Linked DNA regions of Gossypium hirsutum: region 2 is linked to region 1. Evidence: chromatin contacts called from public Hi-C data. All regions are on one chromosome and are shown on one strand. The core of a region is the stretch at or near the end of the contact, and the rest is flanking DNA. Distances in the headings are between cores, read along the strand shown. Region 1 holds the start of LOC107945600 (putative disease resistance RPP13-like protein 1). Region 2 holds the start of LOC107945610 (methionine aminopeptidase 1A).

What was found. A called contact is a pair of places that touch in the nucleus more often than the background predicts.
Region 2: a contact with region 1 is called in a Hi-C map of leaf, with 2.1 times the contacts expected there. The contact joins the promoter of LOC107945610 here to the promoter of LOC107945600 in region 1. A contact is called at or near these places in 5 of 34 Hi-C or Micro-C datasets (callus, hypocotyl and leaf).

What each region holds. Positions count from the first base shown.
Region 1 is chrD12:38,821,852-38,828,965 of Gossypium_hirsutum_v2.1, reverse strand. LOC107945600 (putative disease resistance RPP13-like protein 1) reads left to right here and starts at 3,752. Exons shown (of 2, transcript XM_016879661.2): 1 at 3,752-7,114. The coding sequence starts at 4,553. LOC107945601 reads left to right here and starts at 1,159. Exons shown (of 3, transcript XM_016879662.2): 1 at 1,159-1,395; 2 at 1,487-1,539; 3 at 2,402-2,696. The coding sequence starts at 1,305. The coding sequence ends at 2,524.
Region 2 is chrD12:38,990,922-38,998,035 of Gossypium_hirsutum_v2.1, reverse strand. LOC107945610 (methionine aminopeptidase 1A) reads right to left here and starts at 4,252. Exons shown (of 17, transcript XM_041106652.1): 1 at 4,186-4,252; 2 at 3,824-3,896; 3 at 3,526-3,576; 4 at 2,848-3,033; 5 at 2,678-2,753; 6 at 2,468-2,515; 7 at 2,299-2,343; 8 at 2,054-2,153; 9 at 1,905-1,956; 10 at 1,430-1,471; 11 at 1,264-1,325; 12 at 1,085-1,183; 13 at 904-977; 14 at 733-802; 2 more. The coding sequence starts at 3,891. LOC107945609 (probable pectinesterase/pectinesterase inhibitor 36) reads right to left here. Exons shown (of 3, transcript XM_016879671.2): 2 at 6,178-6,501; 3 at 5,258-6,106. The coding sequence ends at 5,415.

The sequences.
Region 1 (7,114 bases), core at 2,503-5,002:
GTTTGAATAAACAAAGATTACAAAACATTTAAAATATAGATTTAAAATATTATAAAACAAATAATAAACAATTTTAAAAAAAAATAATAAACAAATAAAGAAAAACAAATAAAAAAACAAAAAAAAGGACAAAAGGTAGCAGAGGCGTTGGAACCTGCACCAAATTATTTAACTCCACCAGAAAAAAAAATTTGTTTAAAGCTCCCTCCATGTTTTCAAAAATTACAGTATTTTCCTAATATTTATACAGGTGGCGCCATTTTACATGGCTCCACCAAAAAATTGATTTTTTTTTCGATTGCTGATGTGGCATGTTAGTGGCGCCAAACACTTTGGCTCCACCAACTTATACTGTAAACTTTAAGTTATTTACATATTTTAACAAAAATAGGTCATTTGCGTAATTAATTAATTTTTTGAGTTAATTTTATAAAAAAAGCATGCAAAGTCACATCTCCAATCAAGGGTTCTTATCTGAGATTGATTCTCATGTATATGTGGGACGAAAGAGTTAACAAATGATGTCTCCTGAACATAGGTAAGAATAGATCAATATTATTTTAGGAAGTTCTAAAGTGAATTGAAAGCTCATTTCAGGCACAAACAACATAAGAAATCTAGCACAATATAAGGAGATGGATAATGCAAAGGGAAGACTCAATCAAGATCTAAGAGAAATGTATAGCTATGACAAAAGTGCAAATACAAAAGTGCAAGTTAGAAAGATAGAATAAGCAATCTCTTGCTTGATATTAGAGGTAGTTGAAGATGAAATCACTAGCGAATGAGGTCAACTTCTTGCAAACCAAGTAACGCGGTTCCAACAGAGGGTTTCACTCCAAAAGAGTTTAAGCATTGTCATCACATGGTGGAGTGAAACAATACCAATATATCAACATTTTGAATTGTTAGATTGATCATTTAGTCCGTAATTTTACGCAGATCGATGTTATTTCAATTCGAGATTGATTTTATCTCAATGTTAGTAAGACTTACTAGAAAATATTCAGATGTTCTTGGAAAATAATTAATTTGAAAAAGAAACCCCTTAAATTTTTTAGAAAATTATTTCAATTGGATGTTAATGGGGAAAATTTTAGCATGAGCTCCAAACTTATATAATCTTTTTAAATAGGAGAAGCCACTAGGCCCAAAAGGGGGTGGTTTGAGGCTATATAAAATGGGTCATGGGCCTTTCCACTCCTAATGACAAAACCTCAACCTTAAGACGCACCCGCTTAAGAGAAAAAAACAAGCTGTCCACCCAAAACCCTAACAATCAAGTGAGGTAGAGAGGGAGAAAGATGACGCAGAAAGGAAATCTGTTCAAGGGGCAAAAAAAGCAGAAAACAATCCCTCCCAATCGCCATGGAAAAGTTCCTCACATTCGCAAAGGTTTCTTGTTTACTTATATAACACTCTTAGCTTTTGTTTTTAAAATGTTTCGGTTCTATATATTTTAAAAAAAAAAATCGATTCTTTGCAGGTAAGAGAGTGGTCAAACCATCGAAGATGACAAAAGAGATGGACGCTGATCGAGTAAAGATTCAATTGTCTCTCTTTCCTTGCTCATTTTCTTTGAATCTATTGCTTGTTTCTGTTGTTTTGCAGTTTTATGAGCTGTTTGATTAAATTTAATTGAGATTGAATTAGTAGTTGCTTATAGTGCTTTTGTTTAGTCGTCGAGGTTCAATTTGCTAGCTGAGATTTATTTTGTTTTGCTGATTTTAGGTGCATCAGGTCACAATTATTAAATATTAGCAACGATTTTGTGGTTAAATTACCAATCCTATGGCACTCTGGATCAAATTCACTTGTATTAAAGAAAAACTGTGAGCTTGAATTCACCCTGATCTCTCACTTGTTCACTGTGTTTTGGTTCCGTCGTAGCAAAACTGTTGGCCACTGGAATTGGAAGGTTTTGACAACTATTTGCTTACTTCAGCTTATCTATGGGGCCTTATAATTGTTTCATTTTGATGCTGGGTCTACCCACTGTATCACATAAAATCTTTTTAATTTCGCTATCTACATGTGTAGTTCTTTATCTCGCTTGCTTGACTGAGTGTCCGGTTCTGTGCATACATGTAGGTTTGTTATTTAGTCTTTGACTTATGCTGAGCTTAGCCTAAATAGAATATAAGCTGGAGTTTGTTACGAGTATTTGTGTTAGTTGAAGATTTTAAGAATTTAAAGAGTATATGGGGGTCATTTGAGCTATATTTCTTTTTTCCAATGGAAGACTGGCATTGCACATCGTAATTATTGATTCATGAAGCTACATGCAGAGATATATTTTCTTTTCTTTCCACCGGATATACGTGTATTTCTTGGCACTGTGAATAACAGTGACAGAGTTTGCTAACAGTAACAGAGTCTCTTCTTTACTTGATGAGAGCAGGAGTTGACCAAGTTCATAAATCACTGCAATGAGATAAAAGCAGCCACCGTTGCTAACAAGGATGGAGGCCAACTAAGTATTGTGAAGCCACCTCCAGAATCTTCTGGTAATGTGAAGGAATAGCAATGATGCTTTGTCAAATAGGGCTCCAAGTTCTAACCCAAGAACCTTCAGCTTGGATTAGAGGAGATTTTTTCCCCAAGTAATGCAACCTAAACCAGCCTTTTTGTTTGAAGATCAATTCTGTTGTGAAATGTGTTTTTGATAAAATATAGTGTTTATCTTTTTGCGCTTCCATGGATAGATATGCTACTAGTTACTATGGATATTTAACTAAAATGCTTGGGTATAATAACTCAATTGAGGATAATAATGAAAGGGAAGTCAACATGTTCAGCTAACCAAGAAGCTAGCAGGCTAGGTCGAGAAATGGGAATGAAGGTGGTATCTTAGGACCAGTTTAGCATTGTTTCTCAGAAGTACTTTTGGGTCAAAATGCACTTTTGTGTAAAAGTTAAAATTTTCTGCTTCTGCATTTAGTAAAAAAAAGTGTTTTTGCAAAGCATTATTTTGTCCCGAAAGTACTTCTAAAAAGTTCAAAAACATTTTGTTTAGTAAAGTATTTATCTCAAAAGCGCTTTTTATCCCAAAAGTTCATCTGGGAGCAATATAAACCACTATTATTACAGGATTTACAATTAAGCTCAATAATAACGCCTCAGTTTTATTTAAGCCTTAAATTTGAAATCATAATTAGAGGGAAAATACTGGTATTCAGAACTAGAATATGAATTTAGATTTATATGGAAGTTAAAATGAGGGTTAATATGATTTTGACTTTTGAATTTGGTAATTAAGTTCACTTTGGTAGTTGTATGTTTTATTGGTCTATTTTGGTACTTGAATTTAACAATTAAGTTTATTTTGATCTATGAACTTAAAAAATTAATAAATTTTTAAATGATAATATAGTACAATTTGAAAGTGTTACATTTAATGTTTTAATAATCAGACCGGTTGAATAAATCAAACTATTAATTTTTTATTTGACTAGTTTAATTAATTCAATCATCAAACTAACAATAATTAAATTAATTGTTTTAAAAATCATAAAAATCTAAAAAAATAATTTTTTACTAAATTTGTTCAATTATTGATTTTTGTCTTTATTTTCAATTTTTACCTATTTCAAATAAATTTCAAGACAATTAGTTCAATCTTTTTGTTTGGACTTTTATATTGATCAATTCTTGGTTCACTCGATTCGGTTTTATATTATCAAATTTTGATTGAATTCAAATTCAAATATCAAAATAGATCTAGTTACAAGTCTCAATCTAAAGATCAAAATAAAAAATAAAAAGAAAGTATAGATATCGAAGTTTTGAAATAAAAAAATTATATTTTCAAGAGTTAAAAACTATATTATCTTTAAACAATAATACACGAATTTAGTTATTTTTGGTACAACTTGTGATTTGGACTTAACCAAAAGGTTAAAATGCGTAAATTTATTAAAGTATGTATAAAATAAATTGCTCATAATATCATAGACAAAAGACACCAATAACATTAAGGAGATGATGTCGGTGGTGCACTAATTATTATTTAAACAAAAGACATCAACAAGAAGATGATGTCGGTGGTGGACTAATTATTATTTACTCTTTTTTTTTTCATTTATTTTGAAGAATTTTTATTTTTTACAATGATTTTTATTCATTTTTTAATTATACTATTTTTATTTTATTTTATGAAAGAATATTACAAAACATATGGGTTAAATAATAAACAAAGATAATATCAATGTCAGTATTTTTGTTGGACTGTCCGAGTGTGTTTTCTATTTCCTTTTCCTTGACATATTTCAACTCAGGTTGGGGTTTTAACTAGTACTTATCCGGAATGAATCTGAAGGCAAATAGTGTTACGGGTATTGTCTTCTTATTATTCCAAGTATTTGGTTGGACGCCAAAGGCAACTGGACTCTGCACAGTGCACATCTCATCCCTACTCTCTAGTGATCATCACTTGATGTTGTCTGAAGAGTGCATGACTTGATACTTGATGATGATGATGATGATGATGATGATGATATTCAAGACAAAGGAAGCTTAAGATAATCCTCTTCCATTTCTCGGTTTCACTCAGATGGAAATTATTGTGTCTGGTGTTGCTGATGCTCTGCTCTCTGCTTGCTTCCGCTCCCTCTGTGAAACTCTGTTGTCCCCCGACTTCAATAAATTCTCACGGGAGGAGCAACTTGTAGCCGAATTGAATAAGTGGCAGAATTTGCTGCTTAAACTGAACGCCTCGCTTGAGGATGCCGAAGAAAAGCAAATCACAACTCGATCTGTCAAACTTTGGCTCGGGGACTTACAGGATGTTGCCTTTGATGCCGAAGATGTTGTTGACGAACTTGCCACCGAGGCTTTGCGGCGGAAACAAATGAAGCACACTCTGTCTTCACCAAGCACCACTAAGGTATGGAACTTCTTTCCATCTTGTTTCCGTGCTATCAATCCAAATGCTATTAAGTTTGATGGGAAGATGAAGTTCCGAATACAAGAAATTACTGCAAAGTTTGATGAGTTAGTGGCACGAAAGAATGATTTCAGTTTAGAAGAGATTGGTAGAGGGAGGTCTGAGAAAGTATTTCAGAGTTGCACCACTTCTCTTGTTGACGAGTCTCGTGTTTATGGTAGGACAAGTGATAAAGATGCCATTGTAAACTTGTTGATAGATGGCAGAGAGATGAATAAAGGTGATATTGGTGTGGTTTCCATTGTAGGTATGGGAGGAGTAGGTAAAACTACTCTTGCTCAGTTAGTTTATAAGGACGTGAGAATTAAGACTTCATTTGAGTTGAGAGCTTGGGTTTGTGTCTCTGAGGAATTTGATTTGCTGAGGGTGACAAAGACCTTGCTTCATGCTATTGGTTCTGATATTGGCGAGTTAAAGGATTTAAATTCACTTCAAGAGCAGCTAGAGAAGAAGCTGCTGGGAAGAACGTTTTTGATCATTTTAGATGACATGTGGAATGAGAATTATGAACTTTGGGATATTCTATGCAGACCCTTTGCAGCAGGGGCTGCTGGAAGTAAAATACTGGTCACAACTCGGAATGAACCAGTTGCAGCAGTTGTAGCTAACTGCAGGGGATACGCTTTGAAGGAACTGTCGTATGATGATTGTCTCTCAATATTAACTTCTCATGCTTTAGGAGCCAAAAATTTCGATGAATACCCGAATTTAAGATTGGTTGGCGAACAAATAGTGAAGAGATGCAAAGGGTTGCCACTTGTAGCTAACGCCTTGGGAGGTCTGCTTCGCACTAAAGTTAATGAGGGTGAATGGAAGGACATATTGATGAGCAAGATATGGGATTTGCCTGAAGAAAAAATTGACATAATGCCAGCTCTGAGGCTAAGCTATCTTCATCTTCCTTCCCATTTGAAACGATGCTTTGTTTATTGCGCTATATTTCCAAAGGACTATGAATTTGACAAGGATGAGCTGGTTCAATTGTGGGTGGCGGAGGGTTTCTTACAACAACCTAAAGGAGGGACACAAATGGAGGATTTAGGTTTGAAATGTTTTAATGAGTTACTCTCGCGATCATTTTTCCAGCAGTCAAACAGCAGCCAAACACGATTTGTGATGCATGACCTCATAAATGATTTAGCTAAATCTGTTTCTAGAGAAATATGCTTTAATTTTGAGGATATGGATATGCTTAAGAGTGATGAGTTATGCAGAGCTGTTGAAAAGTTTCGCTATTTAGCCTTCACTCGTGAACAGTACGACATCACAAAAAGATTTGAAGTCCTTTGTCGAATGAAGAAATTAAGAACGTTGATTGCATTACCAACTTGTATGCCTACTTGGGCTGCATGTTGCTATTTAAGTGGTGATGTCTTGCAGAATATGCTGCATAGGTTGAGATGCTTAAGAGTGCTATCCTTGAGTGGTTATTCCATCACTGAGCTACCCCATTCCATTGGTGATTTCAAGCAATTGCGCTACCTGAATTTGTCTCGCAGTAGAATTAAACAGTTACCTCAATCTGTGGGTTTTCTTCTCAACTTGCAAACCTTGAAATTGCAAGGGTGCGAGGAACTTACCAAGTTGCCACCCGTTATCCAAAATCTGGTGAGACTTCATGTTCTTGATCTTACCGGTACTAGTAATTTACAGGAGATGCCATTTAAGGTTGGAAATTTGAAGAATCTTCAGATTTTGTCCAAATTAATTGTAGACAAGGGCATTGGATCTGCTGTTAGTGAATTGAGGGGCTTGTTACATCTACGGGGGGAGCTCTCCATTTTGGGGTTGGAAAATGTTACAGATTTCCAAGATGTTAGCAATGCATATCTCAAGGACAAGGATGGTTTAACTGAGTTGAATTTGCAATGGAGCGATGAGTCCCTTAACTCCCAAAATGAGGAAGGTCAAATGCACGTTCTTGAAAGGCTGCTACCTCATAAAAATCTGGAGAAGCTGAGAATTCGGTTCTATGGTGGTAGAATGTTCCCTTCTTGGTTAGGTGATCCTTCATCGACTAACATAGCATTCTTAGAACTCTATAACTGCAGAAGGAGCACATCACTTCCATCACTTGGGAGACTGCCCTCACTAAAAAAATTGTCCATAATTGGAATGTGTAGATTGCAGAAGGTGGATGCTATGTTTTATGGACATGGTTCCCCATGT
Region 2 (7,114 bases), core at 3,003-5,502, 170 kb before region 1:
TGCTCTTTGATCTAGCATATAGAGACTAATTTACCTTTTTTTAGTAGAAAGGTCAAAATGCAATCTAACTCCTAGTATAGAGACCTCTAAGGTACTTTTACTTGCATTAAGCAAACAAAATGGAAATAAAAATGGAAGGTTACCAAAAGAGTATGCTCAAACTGAGCGCTGCGTTTGCCGTCTGCTGTAACAGCAGTCCACCCATCAGGCCACATTTGATCACGCCAAACGCCTATAGACAAAAATCCATCGACATAGTGAGTAAAACAAAAGAATTTATAAGTGGTCAATAAGTATTAAACTTCGGGAGTCACCTGCATTAATCATTGGTTCAATTGTAAAAGTCTGTCCAGCTTTCATTACCCCAACGGCTTTATTTCCTGATCGGGTTAAGAGTAGCAACAGATAAAAGAAACAGTTTACATAAGCAGTTGAATCATTAAATGTCTTGACAATTTTCGATAAAAGTACCATGGAAACCCCTATACTAGAAGCTGGATTGCATTTTACCCCCTCTACTCAAAAAATGGGCAAATTAGTCCTTATACGTAAGATTAGTTTGCTCATTGGTCTAATGTACAAGGACTAATTTGCTTAAGTGAATGGGGGCAAAACTCCTAGTACAAGGACCCTCATGGTACTTTTACCATGATTTTTCCATGAAGCATTTAGGACAGTTAAACATAAAAATAAAATGTAACAGGTCTGCGAAGCTTGATCTAATAAGGATACTTCCATAATGGGGAATATTTGGGGCACAGTGGAACAACTCTCCAATACCATGGCCACAATATGATTTCACCTATAGTAACAAAAGATGATAGAGCACGACGTAAACAAAAACTGTAATCGAGATGATATGTGAACCGGAATATATATGCATATACCAAATTTACACATTACCACAGATAACCCTGACATTGAAGCATGGCGATTAATAACTTCTCCAACATCACGAAACCTCACTCCAGGCTTAACTGGAATTCGAGTGCCAAAATAGATTTATCAGAAATCAAGTCTCTATCCCATTGCAAAGATTACAATATGTAAAACTCATCGACAAAAAAGACTATGAATCACATACCAATAGATATTGCTTTATCTAAGCACTCGTATGTACACTGTACCAGCTTACGAGATGCTTCATCTACGTTTCCCACAAAATATGTTTCGTTTAAATCGCCTGCACGATGAGTCAATCCTTCATCAAGTACAGAGCTTCACTATGTGGCATTGGAATTATATAAACGAGAAGATTCTTACCATGAACACCTTTATAGTAAACAGTCACATCAACATTTATAATATCACCGTCTTCCAGTTTCCTAAGGCAACACGATTTCAGTTCAAGCACATCTTAGTAAATGATAAATACCACCGATGAATGTAACCACTGTAAAAGTTTCTAGAATTAGAACAAAGCTAATACCTTGCATCAGGAATCCCATGGCATATAACTTCATTAACTGACCTGGAAAAGAAAACGAAATATGTTTTAATTAATCAACAAGGTAAAAGTACCATGCAGGCCCCTATACTAGGAGTTGGATTGCATTTTGCCCCCTCTACTCAAAAAATGAGCATATTAGTCCATGTACGTTAGATTAAAGTCTTTTTGTTAAAAATTGGTCCCTATACGTCAGCATGAGGTAGACGTGGCATGCCACATGTCACTGATTGGTTATTCTGTCAATCAAGCCAGTTTTTAACCGTACAAATGGATGAAATTTTTAATAAAAAGGACCAATTTACTTTTTGATCTAAAGTACAGAGACTAATTTGCCCATTTTTTGAGTAAAGGGGGCACAATACAATCCGACTCCTAGTACAGGGGCCTCCATGGTATTTCTACCATCAATAGAATAATCTCTAGAAACTCAACAAATATGTATAGAAGTACTTACGTGCAACAAGACTTTGGGAAAAAATGATAATTGAGAGGTGATGGATAAGCTCCTGCATGAGAGATTACATATAAAGTGAAACCAAGTAGGTGAAACCAGGTAGATGCACAATCACAAATACATGCAGCAAAATGAAAGTTCATTCAAACCTGCAGCAACAGTAGCCTCATGAACCACTCGATCAATTTCATCTGTTGTTACACCAGGACGGATCATTCGAGCAGCTGCATCCAAAACCTCCCTTGCAATCTAGCAATAGAGATTTAAACACCAAGAGATCTTGAAATAACTCGAGAAAAATTAAAAATCAATTCCAAAGAAAACTGGATATAACTAAAAATTGAACAAAGGGCTGTGAATCAAAAAACAAAATCAAGTGGAAGATGGAACTTACACGACATGTTTCTCGCATTCTCTCAATTTGATCAGGAGTCTTGATCTTCATACAGACACACCAAAAGTTAATAAGAAAAAAAGAAGAAGCTAAAATCATAAGGAGCATATAAAGTATTTATTATTAGTTCTCTAACGCTTAAGAAGAGATTTCACTCGCATAAACTTACCTCAACACGATGTTGCCAATCACTGTTCAGCTCAACCTTTGGAACTCCCTGCATTGAAAGGAGAACAGAAATATCTTAGAAATGCAAAACCAACACGAAAGAAGAGAGAAAATAAGGTTAATTGTTCATGAATAGGTCGCTCATCAACAAATTTCCCACTCAATTGCTAATAAGTATTCCATATACACGAACTGATTTCGAAATACTCACATCATTAGCCCAATCAGGCTTATCAATGTGAGCAGGTACATTACGCTTGACAGATATGGGATATGGTCTAAGTGACCTGAACAACGAAGATAATAATAAAAATCAGAAATAACAAGGACCCAAGCTTAAAAAGAAAGTGTAAAAGAGGGACTACAATCTTAGACAAGTACCCAGTCCAATTAAAAGGAGGAAGTTTCGGAGTCCGACTTTGTCCTTTCCTCGAGCAATATAGCCAACCCTCACTAGCTAAATCAGAGTTTTGTCCACCAGCACCATCCGTACCAAGTGAAGACAGCTTTGCCTTCAAATGAACTGACTTGTGTGAGCTCCAAGAAGCCTTGAAACAATCCTGAGTGCTGTCAATAAAAACAACACCATTAAAGAAGAAAAGGGCTACATTCTTCTATTAGTCCCTATACTTTGTGAAATTTGTGGATTTAGTCCCTACTTTAATTTGATGTTCAAATTAGTCAATTTTAGTCTAGTCCTTACCCAAACAGTAACAATTAAATCTATTTGGATAAATTCAATTGCTAGTGCTGTACTATGCATAGGGTTGTAGATTTAGTTCATATTCTCCAATTGGATCATTTAAGTCCCTATACATTTTGAATTTTGATATTGTAATACTAACATAAATGATAATCGTTAATTCATTAACTGAATTTTTAAAGAGTACTATGTGGAAATAGTAAGCTAACACAATATTTAATATACCATAATATGTTTGCCGCATCAATTTTTGAAAATAGCATAACTTAATAAATTTAACAGTTATCAGACAGAAATTTTAATTTTTGAAAAGTACAGGGACTAATTAAAAATCTACAAGAAAAGGATTTACATACCAGAAGGCAGCACCTTCACGAGGAAGCTTTAACTCCACACACTTAGGACACCTACAGATAATAAGCTATATCATTAACAAAAGGATTCAGCTTAATTGTAAAGTTCATCACTATTAACCAAACACAGCTCAATTCACATTTTTTTATGCTCAAAATATATTTTTTTAAAAATCACTATAAACCAATTACAAGCTAATTCAAAATATCTCACAAATTTGAAAACTACCCAATGTTAATTACAGCAAAAAAATTGATATTCTAAAAATGATAATATTTTAAAGCGAAAACAATAACATACTGAAGGCTAGCAGGATTGCTACAACGAGCACATGAAAGCGTCTCCGCCGCATCAGAGCCACCAGCCATTGGACCTTATGTATAAGATTGAACCACCCGGTTCAATTCAAAAATAAATTAAAAGGAAAGAACCAATAAACTATTACTGAATTGTTTGTGATTGAAAAAATAAATTGGGGAAATTTTTTTGTTGAGAAAATTAGGGTTAAACTTTTATAGTAATAAATAATCTGGGTTCCACAAACAAATCCCTAAAAACTTAATAAAATTTCTCCCCAATCTATTTATCTGCCAGCGATCGAGTTTAACTTAAAAATTGAAATTTCAGCCCAAAATGTACAATCTTGTCTGAAAAATACCTACTTGCCGGCGCAAGGAAGATAAAGCTCTAGACTTTTAGGGCTTTTGGAATTGGGGCTTTCAAAATTCATAGCTTTTGGGCTTATCTTTTATCTTCGGCTTTTCTATTTTTGCTTTCTCTTTTATTTTTGGGTACATTAATGTTTTGGCCACATAATTTAAAATGTTACAAAATAGTCACTAAATTATTTAAAAGTTTTCATATAAGTAATTGGATTGTTAAAATTGTTGTTGTATGACCTTATCTATTTGCACCGTCTGCAACAATAGAAAGCTCTTATTCTCCTTTTATATAGTTCAACTATTTTTCATGAAACAACTTTGACCGTCACGAATTTGCAAACCAAAATCCAAATAACTTTTTTCTCTGATCATCAGATTGACATGGATTTAAACCATATTCTTCTATTCATCGATGAGCATTGATCCATCGTATTGATCGTTGAATCGTCGCTTGAAACTCACAAGTTAGACTTAAAAAAAAACACACTTAACAGCACAGTGACTTAATGAAAACTTTTGAGTGATTCAGTGACCATTTTGTAATTTTTTAAAGTTAAAATAACTAAAACGTAAACTTACTAGTAATTTAGTTACATTCAATTATTTTGTAGAAAAAATCAACGTGTTGATTGTGTTTGATGAATTGGATTTGAAGATGGCTTATATAGGAAGATAGATTGGGTTTAGAGGTTAGACGATTCTACAAGATATATAATAAATTTTAGGAGCATTAGAGTTTACTCAGAGGGTTGCTCATCTAATTATATTGGTCTGTATAGTGACTAGTATATTGATCCATATTGGTCTGTATGGTGACTAGTATATTGATCCTGCAACATGGGGTAGGGGGTAATCTTGTCCCCAAAATAATAAAATTATCTTGTAAATTCTTCAAATTTTAAAAAATTACATAAATTTATACTTTGACGGTTGCTGGCAAGGCTATTGGGTCTTGCTATCTATTTATATTTATACTATATTTAAATTATTGATTAAATTAATATCACATATTTACGACATATTTTAACTTTATATAAAATATATAAAAATTAATTTAAACTTCAACTCTTAATTAATCACAATTATCTCTTAAACTTTTATTAATAATACTAAAATAACATACAAATTAACCCATAAAATATTTTAGCTATAATTTTTAGATTAAAACTATTAAAGCCATTATTATCACATCACAAAAACATTAACAATTACAATAAGAAACCATTAAATTAAAGCCTTGAATTAAAAGGCACACCAGTCTCCGGAATCCATAACTCTCCTTGTATGAACCTATTCACCGTAAAAGGGTTAGCCTCTTCGGCCCGGTTGAAGACATGAAAACCGGGCCACTTCACTCGATTCCCGATCGAAGCACCATTCCCTGTGTTCCTATACTCCGCATAATACAACGTTGACAACGCAAAGCTGCCGCTCCATTCATTCCATCCCTTGGGGTCGATCAAACCGTCAAGGTCCGTCTTCATGAACACCGTCCTTGAATACTTCTTCCATGGCCTACCTAAGTAACTCTTGAACAAATGCTTGACCGAATCGAAATCGGGTGCTGGTCTCACTCGGGATTCCATAATTGAAATCCCTGTGTTCTCGTTGGGATCGTCTCTCCCTTGTGCCGTTACCATGTTGGATTGATGGTCCATCGGTCTTTTGACAAAGATGTCGCAGTTTTGCAACACGGCCGAGGCGTCACCAAATATGTAATCGATTGTGCCGTGTATGTGACAGTCTCGGTAAAATTGTCGCAGCGAGTGGAGGAAGAGACTGTCTTGGTAACCCTTGATGCTACAGCGGTAGAACACAGAATGGTCCGAACTTACCCTTAATGCCACAGCTTGATGTTTATGCGGACCGGCAGTGTTCACAAATGTCACGTCCCGTGCCCAAAAACCATCCCCGGAAACACCTACAAAAACAAAAAACTGAATTAAACCCATCAATATCATCAAATCTAAAATTTGAACCCGAGTTTCTTACCGAATGTTGCGGAGCCATAAGTAGTGGAACCATCCGGTACATTTCGGTTACCAGTTACGATTGTTTTGTCCATTCCATCGCCGACCAACATTATGTTTTTAAGGTTCTTGTCTATGTCTACTTTCTCATTATACACCCCTGCTTTCACATAAATGATTACCCTTGGACGACGGTTGTTACCTATCCTAGCAACCGCGGCCACCGCATCATTGATCGTTTTGTGAGTGCCGGAGCCATCTTTTGACACGACAAAATCAGCCTTTGAAGTTGTTGGGTTCCATGATGTTAAAAGTTTCCCACCGAGTCGTGGTCTATGCATTAGCTCTGTCGAGAACAAAACAAATAGGTAATTTAGTAAGTAGCAGGTTTCTATGCAAAAGGACCAGTCCAATAAAAGAGAAAGGTCAAATTCTTCTTCGAGTCCTTCTACTCTGCTTAAATTTAAATTTTTTAAATTTAAACTTCAGTTAATCCAAATAGTTAACCAGATTTAAAGACTAATACTTCATGCCAAAGTACAGGAAACAATGAAAATAAATTAATCTTTTCATTGAAAATTTAAATGTTAAATGTTAAATTATTTTTGAAAAGATAATTTAATTCGAGAAATACCTTCCAGCTAATGCTAGTATTTTGAAAGGGGTGTTTTAAGGAAAAAAAACCCACGCTGGTATTTTATTTAATTAGAGTAATTAACGGTATTAGTTTATTGATTAATTTAATTTTAAGTATAGTGAAGGGATTAAAACCACAATTTAACCAAAAAAAATGAACACCATAATGATGCATGAATCACGAAACCCAAAGTACATAACTTTATCTACATTTTATTTTATTACCAATGAATTTATTTCAACCCACTTAAAAGTTAGTGAGAGTTTCTTGAGGGAGATGGATTATACCTAAAGAAATTTTCGAATTATTAATATTATCTTTC